Linked DNA regions of Mus musculus: region 2 is linked to region 1. Evidence: chromatin contacts called from public Hi-C data. All regions are on one chromosome and are shown on one strand. Each heading gives the region's core, a stretch centred on a gene start, on an enhancer-like site or on the middle of the called end of the contact. The rest is flanking DNA. Distances are from core to core; before and after follow the strand shown.

Evidence for each region. Hi-C and Micro-C count contacts between places; a contact is called where the count stands out from the background.
Region 2: a contact with region 1 is called in a Hi-C map of myeloid progenitors, with 3 times the contacts expected there. The contact joins two enhancer-like sites. A contact is called at or near these places in 1 of 15 datasets of contacts at CTCF or cohesin (pro-B cells), 8 of 484 Hi-C or Micro-C datasets (the HL-1 cell line, bone marrow-derived macrophages, granulocyte-monocyte progenitors and 3 more) and 3 of 115 datasets of contacts at active chromatin or transcription factors (bone marrow-derived macrophages, microglia and neural progenitor cells).

Annotation. Positions count from the first base shown.
Region 1 is chr15:63,493,215-63,500,321 of GRCm38.p6, forward strand. No RefSeq gene overlaps it. Among named protein-coding and RNA genes, the nearest start is that of Gm25702, 15 kb to the left of the region's middle. Within about 2 kb of position 4,182, at least 15 of the 459 cell types and tissues checked have an H3K27ac peak or open chromatin away from gene starts, as enhancers often do. A contact at or near this core is called in bone marrow-derived macrophages, granulocyte-monocyte progenitors and myeloid progenitors, where this site is marked.
Region 2 is chr15:63,606,710-63,613,816 of GRCm38.p6, forward strand. No RefSeq gene overlaps it. Among named protein-coding and RNA genes, the nearest start is that of 4930449C09Rik, 110 kb to the right of the region's middle. Within about 2 kb of position 4,667, at least 74 of the 459 cell types and tissues checked have an H3K27ac peak or open chromatin away from gene starts, as enhancers often do. A contact at or near this core is called in bone marrow-derived macrophages, granulocyte-monocyte progenitors and myeloid progenitors, where this site is marked.

The DNA of each region.
Region 1 (7,107 bases), core at 2,932-5,431:
TTGTCTTTTAGGAAGCTGTCCCATCATGGTCAATTATAGAAATTTAAGTGCCCTTCAAAATATCTTCTCACACTTAATATGCTTGCTAATTACAACGAATAAATAGAATTTTACAGTTATAAAACCTAGTAGGTAGTGTTGTGTGACAAAATTTCTTTCTCCTCTGCATAAGGAGCCCAGGAAAGACCAAAGTGCCCATACCACCAAAGTCCTACTTGATGAACCAATAAGTTTTATTGGGGTTACTTATAGGAATATGGGTGAGGGGCTAGTTACAGGAGCAGAAATGACTCAAAGACAGCTGCATTGCCAAAGCCTACCCAGTGTAGGTGACAGCTCACAAAAGCTGGGAACCTGGAGAAACTGCACGGCACATAGATAGATCAAAGGGCTGAAGAATGTCCTTCCCAGTAACCTCAGTTGGTCTAAACTTCTTCCAGACAGTTGGTATGAGGGTGGCTCTTTTGAGAGTCTTCTTTGCAGCTCAACTTCCTTTCATCTGAGAAGGACTCTCAGCTTTTATTGCTCTCTGGCAGGGAAGGAGCCTAGTGAATCTGATCAATTTCAGGGACCATTTTGAGAACTTTTGTTGCCTTCCTGCCTGAGGGGCTTCCTTTCAGACCAAATGAAGGGTGGAATGGTTCAGTGTTTCAATATTGGAGGAAACTTGAGAAAATGGTACCAATTTACCAAGGATCAATCCCAAAGAGAATAAATAAAATCTCACCATTATCAATAGGATCCATTGAGAAAGATACACCACTACTTCAGTTACAATCCTACCAATAACACAAGCCCTGAACTCCTCTCTAGAAAACAGTAGGAAGAATTCAACTGTAGCTGTAGTTACAGAGGAGGGTGTTTTCTGTGGGTCCTAGAATCTGAACTCCAGCCACCATGATTAAACAGCAAGCACTTTACCTTCTTGTCCATTTCAACCACCCCCCACCTTGAGCATGTCTTTGATCTACTCTCAAAGGTATGAAGATATTTTTACAAAAATGTGAGAAAATAATTGAGACACATACTATTTGGTTTTTTCCACTGAAAATATTAGCAAAATGTGCACATATACCTACAGCAATGATTTACTCTAAGGAAAAAAAATGTACTTATTTTTTTCTGTAAAAGGTTTGAATTTCTTGTGATTGTTATTTCCCCAGGTATCATTTTGTTTGTACCAGGCTTCTTTCTCTTCTTTCTAATTACACCTTTGAAGGATTTGTTCCTATACCAAGAAAAAATCTTGAAACTACCACATTGGTCTTATATTGCTGAGTAACTTTGCAGGACTGCCTTTGTGATGGTTAACACTGTGTTTAGAGGATACATTTATTGTGCTAGGCTTGAAAAAATAAAATTGTTTTTAGGTTGCATAAGCCCTGAGGAAATTATCTTGAATGTACCCTGTCAGGTAGCCTGAGATGGACCACTTCCTGGTACCGTTGAGGTACTCTTAAAAAAATTGCTGAATGTTGCAAAATATTTCAGTGCCACAGCTGTTCCTACAAAGTGATGGGTCACAAGATTAAACAGGCTAATGGTTTAGTTTTGCTTTTTACAAACTGCCCGCTTGCTTGTATGTCTGAAGCATCTGTTGGACGTGTCACTAAATCAAGTCTTGCCTGCTCTGGGAGAAGATATGAGTTACTTTGGCTTCCCAAAATTGTTACTTTGTAGGTTTTGCCTATATAATCCTTTAACTACTAATAGCCCTGGCCTTATCTAGAGAATTCTCTCTTTGTTGGCTCCGGTCAGTCTTTTAATAAAAATGCCTCTATTTCCTGGAAAAAAAAAAGAATATTCTAGGAAATGCAAAAACTTCCATGTGTAACTTTTTAAAATATCAGCTTCGAAAACAGTGAGAAATTGTCCCTCCTATCTATATTCCTGTAAGTCTTTGTAAGATGGAATGGAATTTTGATCATTAATTTAGATATTGAATCTGAATAAATGTCCAAATTGAAGAACAAAGGTAGAAGGGAAATACACCAGCAATGGAAGTAAATGCCCAGAGAATACACATCCAGCCCAGGATCTCCTAGAATTTTGAGTTTCAAAATATGAAAGACAGAATTTCAATAAAGTCTTCCAATGACTCCACTTCGAAGATGCTATAGTCTGCACTAGTACTATAGACTATAGTCTCCCAGTACTAAAGTTAGTACCCTTGTAAACATACCTTAGTTCAGGCTTTGAGTCACATCTTTATAGATTATCTAAAAAGGAAAAGAAAAAGAGAAAGAAAATTCATCATTCAAAGACTACATTAGCAGAGATTGTTAAAGTGTTAGAATAAAGATAGCGGCGTAATGTATGAGAAATTACTATTACAGAAACTACAATTGTCACTTCTCATGCCCAGTCTGTTCTACTTTAGCAATTTAGCAATTTACAGTTACTAATAACTGTCATGGTGGCCAGCACATCCATGTCCCCATCATGAGAATATTTCTCTTGGTACAAGAAATCATAGTGTACAGAGTCGGGTAAGCCTGCAATAGGATTTTTAAAAGCTATAGGTGAAATGATTAATGGAACGTCATGAAGAATGCCAGGCTCATCCTCTCTCATGGGACACATATGACAATGGGAACAAAATGGGCAACACACTTTACCACCTTACCAATAGGCTCATTGTAAGAACCAAAATAATCAAAGGCCATTAACTACATATTATCTCCTAGACAGCATTTCCCATTTCGTTTCCAGTTTCTATGCAAATAAGTCATGATCACATCTTGTCCAACTGATAGTTGGGACTATACATTTACCAAGATTGTAAAAGTATAAAAATGACCCTTGGCTAATTTGTAAAGAAATTACCATTACAGAAATTACAGCATTCATTTTCTTTATTTCTTTTCTCTTTTAAATATTTCATTATATATACTTGTTTTACATGGCACTGAGCTACATACAAGGACATTTCCATACAAGTACATAGTGTATGTGGGGCATGTTATTCCCACGCCCCCCACCCTCAAATTTCTCACCCCTTCCCCTTCCTATTAGTTCCCTTTGTTCCTCTAGAGCAGTGGTTCTCAGCCTTCCTAATGCTGCAACACTTTAATACAGTTCCTCATGTTGTGGTGACCCCCAACCATAAAATTATTTGGTTGCTACTTCATAACTATAATTTTGCTACTGTTATGAATCGTAATGTAAATATCTGATATTCAGGATATCTAGTATAAAACCACCAAAGGGGTCATGGCCCACATGTTGAGACCCTTTGTTCTACCATCTAGACAATTGCACTGAAATCATTTCTCCTGACCAGCCTGTCCTGTCTCATACTGTTTACTACATTGTTTCAACGGGGTCATGGCAGGTTTTGTTTTGTTTTGTTTTGTTTTGTTTTTAGAGCCTACTATGGGCTCAGTGCTTAGATAATCTCATTTATCAATCACACAAGAATTTGGGACTAGTTTTGTTTATTTCTCTGCTTATTTTTGAATGGGGTCTTAAAGACAGTAAATGACCCAGCCCAGTGAAGATAGCATTAGAGGATAAAATGAAGATTCTATCTACTTAAGTCATTTGAAGTATATTTAAGACAGCCATTGGGAGTTCATTCCTAATACCATCAACTTGCAAGGAACAATTACTCATATTTAGGCTGGGAATGGTTGTGCACACTGAGAAAAGGTAGGCATATTTGGGTGAGTTTAAACCCAGCTTAGTTAATCTAGTGAGTTTCAAGGCAGCCTGAAACTACATAGTAAGACTCTGTCTCAATAAAATAAAATAAAATAAAATAAAATAAAATAAAATAAAATAAAATAAAATGGAGAGAGAGAAGAAGAAGAAGAAGAAGAAGAAGAAGAAGAAGAAGAAGAAGAAGAAGAAGAAGAAGAAGAAGAAGAAGAAGAAGAAGAAGAAGAAGAAGGGGAGAGAGAGAAAAGAGAAAAAGAAAAAAAGAAAGAAAGAAGAGAGAAAAAGAGAAAAAGAAAGAGAAAAAGGAAAAGAAAAAGAAAAAAAGAAAGAGAAAAATTATTCGTATTTTACCAGCTTGCTGAAAATCCCCTAAGAAGCTGGGGCTGGGTGGGTCAGACAGTACAAGCCACATGGTTTCTCAAAAAAAAAAAAAAAAAAAAAGTGGCATCATGTGAAGCAGGGTAAGACAGAAGATTAAGAAAGGGTAGGGTTGAATTGGGAAATACTTCCTTTCCTCAAATGCTAGGGCACAAAGGGCAGACAGACATATGGCACATAAGCCACACCTTCCTCAACATACATAACGGAATGATTTTTGCAGTAAGCCCAGGTATGACACCAATACCTTTCAAAACAGACCAGTGTGCAATGACAGTCACATTTAACAGCAAGAGAGACTATATTCTCCAAGCCTATACTGAAAGTTGAAGGCAGTGGTGGTGCACGCCTTTAATCCCTGCACTTGGGAGGCAGAAGCAGGCAGATTTCTGAGTTCGAGGCCATCTTGGTCTACAGAGTGAGTTCTAGGACAGCCAGGGCTACACAGAGAAACTGTGTCTCGAAAGAAGAGGAAGGAGGAGGAGGAGGAGGAGGAGGAGAAAAGGGAGGCAGGATCAGGTATGGGTGGAGACAGGAAAGAAACCCAGAGGGCCAGAAGAATGAATGAAAATATGCAGAATAGTAACTTTTGCCGGCCATGGTGGTGCATGCTTTTAATCCCAGCACTCAGAAGGCAGAGGCAGGTGGATTTCTGAGTTCGAGGCTAGTCTGGTCTACAAAGTGAGTTCCAGGACACCCAGGGCTATACAGAGAAACCCTGTCTCAAAAAACAAAAACAAAACAAAAAAAGTTGAATATACAAGGCATTGAAGAGACTCAATGTATTGATCTCTCTCATAGGAAAAAAAATGATAATGAAATAAAGTTACTACCTGATGAGATTCATAAGGATCCAATTTAAGTACTATTTTTCTATGTCTGTACCTCCTTTCTCCTTCCTTTTCCTCTTACCTCTCTCTTTTCTTTCTCTCTTCATATGCATGTGATAGAGACAGACAGGTGGATGATAGATAGATAGATAGATAGATAGATAGATAGATAGATAGATAGATAGATAGATAGATGATAGATGAAGATAAGTAGATAAATGATAGGTTGACTGATAAAAATAACTAGATAGATGATAGAGAGATAGAAAGATAAGGAGAGAGAGAAAGAGAGAGAGATGGAGACAGATATATGAGAGAGAGAGAGAGATCAAAAATATAGGTACTGGCAAAATCATTATCCAGTAATCTTCACAAACAGCAAGAGAGAATGTCTTTTCAGACCTACTGTTTCCATGCTGATGATCTATTCCTGCTAAAAACCAACAGATATTCACAGGTATTAGCAAGTAAGATCTACAAGTAAGATAATTAAGAAATCGTCCATATTTGACTCGACCTCTAGACCCACAGTTCCTGAGAATTATGTGAAGGAAGTATTCTTGCTCAATCATGTTTCTACCATATCATCAATCCCACAAAGAAACAGAGGAACTGAGCCAGCTCATTCTACCCGCATTTGCCTCAATTCTGAACCCAGGGAAGGAGAAGTTGGGCTTTAGCCTCATTTAGTGCTTCTGTGTGAAGCTGGAGGCATGACTACCTGGTCATTTGTTCAACATGCAACAAAAATGAATAGATATGCATGCATCCATTTGTACACTTGGAAATCTAGTAGCTTGTTTAGCAGGCATTTGTTAAGGGCCAGTGGTTTTCCAGGCATTCTTCTAGCAACTCCAGACATAGAGAGTAAGAAAACAGTTCCTACCCTCAGGGAGGTCAGTGGCCAGTTGAGCAGATGATGGTTAAAACACTGATGGATGGGGAAAAAAATGGCTGCAGGACCATGTGGAAGCCTAATGACAAAATTATACAAAGCCATAACAGAGAGGGGAACACCAAGTAAAGGTGTCTCATCTCTTGCCAAAGTTGTTTTGCATGTGGAACACTTTTTTAGACATGCAGACTTTCCAAATTGTTGGACTATTTATCTCCAAATTCTTAAAGCCTTAGGAGAAATGCTATCTCCCCCCACCCCATTCCAAGTTCCAAATGGACTCAAGCTGGACTTCACAACCTTCCCACAGTTACACTAATTCGGTGCTACTCTGCCCAACTGCTTATCTCTGATAAGGACATCATTGGCAGAAGAACAAAATGCAAAGCTCAAAGGAAAAGGGGCAAGATTAGCACTATTGGCCTAGATCACAACTATGTTCGTATAACCAGAAACCTTCAAAATATCCACTAAAGTGTTCTACTGTCAAAATAAGAGGCTCCAGTGAGATTGAAGATTTTCCTACATCCCAAGAGCAACCAGACATAGTATAAGATGCAGTTATCTACAATATAGTAGCAAAAACTCCACAAGAATTGTCAGATAGATTTACATTCTGATACTGCTGATGGTAGCAATGAAGTCAGTGATATTGAATAAACAGGCTCTAGGGCAGGGGAAAGCACTTTGCCCCTTAGAACTCTAAGCATGTCAAACAGATATGTAAATGAAGTGTTGTCTTAAATAAATTACGTTTTTTAAAAGTAGTTGTTACATCTGGGAGTATACAGAGATAGTTCAAAATGCAAAGAAGCCATTTAAGCCTTCAATGGGAAATAAATATAACTCCTTTTCAGGGCCAGGACTTGTGGAATACAAATGATGGCATGTCATGTGACAATAAAGACCCCAGTGTGTGCAAAGAAATATAGGCATATTGAATACAGCATGGTCTATGGTGACAAGAAACAAACAAAAGAAAATTTTCTTTTCCCTCTCCAACAGTAAGGCAGTGGTTAAATGAATTGTAATGCATAAATGCAATGGTGTCCTCTGTGATCATGTAACACATCGTTGATCTTTGTCTTAATATAAAAGAAAGCATTAATAAGTGTAATGTTTTATCTTATTTACTTATTTATACATGTGACAGTTTGAGTTTCTGAGCAATACACACAACGATAATAGAAATACTCATCAATCATCCACATATCTATCTATCATCTCTCTCCCTTCTATTTCTCTCTTTGTTCTCTCTGCTGCATCCTCAACTGAACAATGCCTGGGATGCAGTCAGTACAGAGTAAGTGTATCTTCAGTGAATGAATCAATTTAGAGTGCTAC
Region 2 (7,107 bases), core at 3,417-5,916, 110 kb after region 1:
AAAGACCAGTAAAGACCTAAGAACAAGAACCACATTAAACACATTAGGGCAGAAAGACGCCTTGGGGAATAATAGTGCCTGGATCTAGGCCTGATCACCTGAGTTCAGCCCCAGTGGTCCACATGATTAAAGGAAAGAACTAACTCTCATAGGTTGTCTTCTGCCTTCCACGGGAACGTTGTGGTTCCACAGGGACATATACCCCGCATACATAAATAAATATAGTTTTAAAATAAAGACACAATACCTTAAGACAACAGTATGGCTTGCCTTGGATACAGCCCAGAGTTCTACACAGTAGACCTCAGAGGGAAGAGATGATGGTACAAAGAAACTGGGGTAAGCACAATGTGCCAAACCTTGTAGGTTTTGTCTGTTATTTGGAGTTTTAGCCTAAGAATAAATAGGGCTGATCAGGATATTTATGCAATGGAATGGCATGATTCACCGCATTTTGACATAAATAGCTATGACTGCTAACTTGTAGGTGAAATGGGAAGAGAGCAAATCTGTGAACAGGGAGACTCTTAGTTATTGTAGCAATAGTCTAAGAGAAGAACAAGAATATGAGCTAAATGCTTAAGTGTGGTCAGTACAGTCAAAATGGAATGATACGTATTAGAGACTGATTAGTAATAAGTGGTAAGACTGGAATAATAACCTTCAAATTCCCATTGAAGGTCATCAGTGGCAGAATGGGATGATTAAGAAGGTCAGATCCCTCCACTTCTAACACATATCCCAGCAGGTGCAAAAGCCTGAGGTTCATAACAGTGCCTTTGTTGATGCTATCACAATAAAATTCTAGTGTATGAATGGAAAGGACTCACTTGAATAACTACACTAGGTTGTCACATTACTCTTGCTAAGTTTAGATGGTATCCTATTGGCTTCTAATACTTGAGCACAAATCAAGACATGCCAAAGTCAACACTTAATGTTGACTAAGTCTATCAAGAGAAGGCAAAATGGGTGGGGAAGGTGTCATTTGTTCCACAAGAACTATTACATTTCATGGACCCTTATATGAAACTCTCTTCTGATGACACAGTCATATACTAAGGGACCTTGAGAGCAAGGACTTCCCAAAACAAATATCAAGCCAATTTAACTCCATGCAGAACGTGTCTGGCTACAAGAGTTCTGACATTTGCCAAACCTCATAGAGTATACTGGAACCATCTTAAAGACCTCTGCATTCCTGCAGGTCTCCGCACCCTACTCTCTGCTCTCTTTAATGCTGAGTTTCTCTAGGGATGATAGCTTTGGGATCTTGGGTTTGACTCAATTTATTCCAGGACTTGGATTCATTTTAAACAAGTCAGAATCCACGTGCCATCTTCAATTAAAGGTTTTGTAAGGCAAAGGAAGACGAGCTCAGCCACCAAATATTTGGGCCTGGGAAAGCTTCTGCAGCCTTTCCAACAGGCCAAGTGTGATGTGGTGAGACTGGCTCCTGTCAAAAGCAATGAGGGAGGCAGCAATGGACATTGGGAAAATTAGGCCTGGCACCAGCCTAAGCCACTGAGTATTCAAATAAATGGTATGCAAAGTGTGGTTTGAACATCATGGTCTGGGGAGCAATGAGAATTCTGGGTAGAGTCTGGATAAGTATGAAAGTGCTTGAAAAGACCAATCGAAGTAAAAATGAATCAGATAGCGGACAGGAATAAGCAAAGAAACCACAAGGCATTTTTATTGATTTGCTTATTAAATGCATCCATTCAATGACTATCTACCCAGACCCCAAACTTCAAAAGCACGAAGATTCTGATGCTGGCAGAAAAAATAATAATAATCAGAAACTTCCTGAAAACGTATATTTCCAGGGTCACTGTAAGATAAGAAAAATAAAGTTTGAAATATTTCATGCATCTGATTTTCAACTTTGCTTGGTTACACATTTATAGCTGTGGCTGTTATCATTAATAAACAGTTCTTAGTACCCTGAAGATACCTGGCCAGCACTTGGTAGGAAAACGAATGAATGGCTGCTTACCCTGGAATGCACAATGTGTTAAGAATATACACATTCCCTTATGAACTGCAAACAACCTCCATGGTAGATAGGGCAATGAGAAACTAGGGATTTAGATGGTTAACAAAATATCCTGATCATATACCTAGAGAGTAGAAAAGTTAAAACTAAATTCTATCTTAACATGGCAAGTAAATATAAATAAATAGAATCTCAAACATCTACCATGGAATAATGTGTTCTTACATGAGATAAAGATAGAAAAATACAGAAGACAGGGGAAAGCCAAGATGACACTAAAAGGAAGATCATGAAAACTCCTAATATGACTGTGACAAAAGGGGGTATCCTGGTCAGAAGGCAAGGAGGGCCAGCTCAGAAAGCAACAGGTTACCATCAAGGCAAACAGAGGCAGACTCACAAGCATTAAGGAGTTGGCTTAGATGGTTGTTATTATCAACTTCCTTGCTATCCATTCCTATCAAGGAAATACAAGGACAAAGTGTGGAGCAGAGACTGAAGAAAAGGCCATTCAGAGACTGTCCCACCTGGGGATCTATCCCATATGCAGCCACCAATGCCAGACACTATTGCTGATGACAAGAAGCACTTGCTGATGGAGTACTACTCAGCTATTAAAAACAATGAATTCATGAAATGCTTAGGCAAATGGATGGAATTAGAAAATATTATCCTGAGTGAAGTAACCCAGTCACAAGAGAACATATGTGGTATGGACTCATTGATAAGTATATATTAACCTAAAAGCTCGGAATACCCAAGATACAATTCACAGACCATGTAAAGCTCAAGAAGAAGGAAGACCAAAGTGTAGATGCTTCAATTCTTAGAAGGGAGAAGAAAATATTCACAGGAGGAAATACAGAGACAAAATGTAGAGCAGAGATTGAAAAAAAAAAGGCCATCCAGAGACTGCCCCACCTGAGGAGCCATTCCATATACAGACACCAAACCCATACACTATTGCTGATGCCAAGAAGTGCTTGCTGACGGGAGCTTGATATAGCTGTCTCCTGAGAGGCTTTGCTCTCAGAATGCTCACAGCCAACCATTGGACTAAGCATACTGTCCTCAGTGGAAGAGTCAGTGAAAGGACTGAAGGAGCTGTAAGGGGTTTGCAACCCCATAGGAAGAACAATAATATCAACCAACCAGACTCCCCAGAGCTCGCTGAAACTAAACCACCAACCAAAGAGTATGGAGGAAGCCATGGCTCCAGCTGCATATGTGACAGAGGATGGCCTTATCTGGCATCAATGGGAAGGGAGGCCCTTGGTCCTGTGAAGACTTGATGCCCCAGGGTAGAGCAGTGAAGTGGAAGTGGGTGGGTGAGAGGGGAAGCAGTCTTATAAAAGTGGGAGTTGGGGGAGGGCTGGGGATCGAGGCTTTTCAGAGGAGAAACCAGGAAGAAGGATAACATTTGAAAAGTAAATAAGCAAAATAACCAATAAATTTATTTTTTAAAAAAGGCAGACAAATCGCTGGAAGGCTAATGATGCTTTGGGATATATGTACTGTATGCTAGAATATGGAGCCCTGAGACTTGGCCACAAATAGTCATGTAATAGGAGAGTTGACCAGTAGGCTAATTTTAAGTTACTAAATATTTTATAAAAATAAAAAATAAATATTAAAACACACCTATGTTTATTCATTTACATGTCATCCACAGATGATTTCAAACTATAAAAATAGTAGTTGAATAGAATGATAGAGACAATGAGGTTTGCAGCTCAAATATTGGCCTTTTACAGATATTTGCCAAGTGAAGTCACATGAATATAGAAACATCTACCTAGAACTATGCTGACACTTCCTAGATCGGGCAGAATAGAGCATAAGGTGGGAGGGACTGAAATGGAGAATGAGAAGACAGGCTGTTGTATCTGCCTCTAGCTTTGCCCAAACCCATCCATTTTTGAGTCTACATTAATACATAAGTACAGTTTTCTTCTACCAAACCTATGAATGATTTACTAGGATTCAAAATAATACACACTTTCCATAGCATGCAGCATACAGTTAATGTGCTCACTCAAGATATGTTTATTTAACACCTCTGTTATTATAAGAAATAACACATGGACCTTGATTATGAAAAGTTCATAGATCAGTGGAAGGACAAAGATCCACAAGGGTCATAACAAAGTGAGAAGAGCTAAAACCGCCTTCTGCCTACAGAGCTGCAATGGACAAATGGGGCTTATAACTTCAGGTTACAGACTCAAGGAAAGTCTTAAGATTGAGATAAGGCTTGGATGAGTTTGAAAAGTAAGTAGGAAAAGACTTGGAAGAAAAGACAGAAACACAGAAAGAGGGGAGCTGACCAGTATTGCTGTAGCTTAGAGAGCAAGTAGAAAGTACCAGTAGGCAGAGACTAAATCAGCAATCTCACATGTCACATTAAGGAACATACACTTTAGTGAACAGCACAGAACCATAAAAAGCCGTGGTGGCCATTCCCATCTAGAATAAGCTGGACAAGGTCCAGAAGAAGAGAAAGAGAAATGACCGAGCAGCTCTTCTGATGATTGGGTCTGTCTAAGATGAATGAATGAATAGATGAATGAATGATCACACAGATGACTGGTTCTGATAACTCCTGCTGGGGTTTCTACTCACATGAGAAAAGGGAAGTGGCTTTCATATCCCTTTCAACTGCTATCCCCACCCCAGCCCCCAACCTTCATGAATGGTTTCTCTCTTGCACGCATGTGTATCTCTTCCTCAATTACTGAGATCTCAGAACTAAGCCTTACTAACTAGCTAACAAGCTTACCGTGCCAGGCAAGAACTGAGCAGACTAAATTAGAATCCCCAAAAAGCCCAGGCAGAGAATGAAAATCAAGAAAATATACTTTGGACCAAAAAAAGAAGGAAAATAAAAAGAAAAAAGAGGAAAAAAACCATCAATTAGAACTATTCTGAGATTGTTCTGACCGTAGAAGATTGAAAATGAGGGTGGAGATAAGCAGAGAACTGAGAAGTGGACACAAACACTTACCCTACGAAGAAAATGATAGTGATTTCAGCTAGATTGCAGTAATTTGGACAGGAGTGTTAGTTTTCAATTCACTAACTTGCTAGATATTAATATACTAAATCATAATGTAAGGCATTCCTTCAGAAACTCTTAGCTTAATAGAGATAGGTGGAATCCATTTACACACACTGCATTCTAACAGCTGCCAAGACATAAAAAATAGAGAGCAGAGCACCATACCCCGAAGCATGGAAAGCCTTGACATATAAGGTAATAGTCAAGAAGGATCTAGAAGAGGGATCAAGAGCATGAAAAACAAGAAAGAGCTCAAAATAATGCATAAAAGTTGTATAAAGTGGAGCTGGCCTTGAAAAGGAGCTTGATCAAATGCAGTTTCCCCAGCCTCACCAAGCTGACATCTTCACTTTGTGATCAGGAAAAATGCCTCAAGAGGCACCTAAAGGCTAGTGGGCATGTGCCATCTTCAGACAGAAGAAAGTCCCCATCAATCAGCGTATCAGAAGACTTATAGTCTGAATCTTATTGAAACCAAAAGCAATGGGACAGGGTCCCTCTCTGGAAACTTCCTAAAACTTTATTCTGACACTATGAGTTTGGTCACTTAATGTGATCAACTACAAGGGAAGCTAAAATCTCTTTCTTAGGTTTGATAGTTAACTTTGCTCTGTGACCTTAGGGAAGAAAGAAACTCTATGACCCTAGATTGCTTAATCATAAAGGATGAGATATGTAATAGTCCCCACACTTAGTTCCCAGACCTAAATGTCATTATAAAAATTAAATACAATATTCCTAAGAAGATGGGAGCAGAGCCTAGCCCCCAGCAGATGATAAACGAATATGAGCTACCCTTGCATATCTCCTGTCCGTTAATGGCCTTGATGGAGTTCAATACACATACATTGCACAGAGCCAATGCTCGACCTTCACATAACCCCACTGGCTCTACTAAAAGTTGATAGACTGATAATCACAGTGTTGTTTACTATGTGTGGAATATTTGGCCTGTTTCCTCATTTAATTTTCACAACATCTCAACAGCAAGGCAGCTACAAATTATGTATCCCCATTTAAGAGAGGAAAACCTCCCCAGCCCAGGAGTATTAGGAATGTTCAAGGTCACATAGCTATTTAAATGCAAAGTGCTGTGTCAACTATGACACCAAGGCCTCCTATAGACAGCCACTTGCAGAGAGGAGGCTGGAGTGACTCTAATCCACTCAATAAACCTGAATGAAGCCCTCAAATCGGTTACATCTACCACTCTCTCCCAGGCCTTAAGTGCTTTGCATATGGAATGCCTTATTCAAAATGGTATGACAAATCAAAAGAGGAATTTTCTCATAATGTAAGAATAGAATTTTTAAAAGAGAGAATGCAACTTCGATTTTAACAATAGGCTTTCTTCATGTTTTACATTGAAAAAGAACACAGTCAAAGAACAAAATTCATGAATTAAAAAGAAAATCAACAAAATGAAATGTAGGGCAGTTAAAGTCATCACAATGTCCTCTGTTTCTCAGAATTGGCCACTTTGGGGAGGTTTTGCACCTTTTTTTTAACTTCCAGATTTCATACTTTCTGTTCAGCTTTTGCAACTTCCCAAGAGTACAGCTTGAAAAAAAAAAAAAAAAAAAAAAAAAACAGAAAAAGTAGAACCTCGGTCCCCATGTCTCACTTCAAGCCTAAAGGCCCCTTGCAGCCTAGCTTTATTCATCCCTCTGACATTGCTGTTTCTGGCTACTGAGTGGTCTTTGGATGGCCAGTGTGGTGCATTTTTAAAAGTTATGCTAGTTTAGCTAAATCATAATGGCTGTTAGCATCAACCTACAGTGGTTTCTAAGTAACTCCCCAACAACAGAGAGGGAGACAGAGAGAGAGAGAGAGAGAGAGAGAGGGAGGGCGGTAGAGAGAGAGGGAAAGATATATTCTCTAACTTTAACACTGGAAATAACCAATTAGAAAAAAAGACTTTGAAACAAGGTCTTACTAATAGCTCTGGATGGATGGCCTAGAACTAACTATTTAATCCATACTGGCCTCAAACTCATACAAGTCCACCTATATCTGTTGCACTTTCTCTGGGATTAAAAGCATGTGCCAC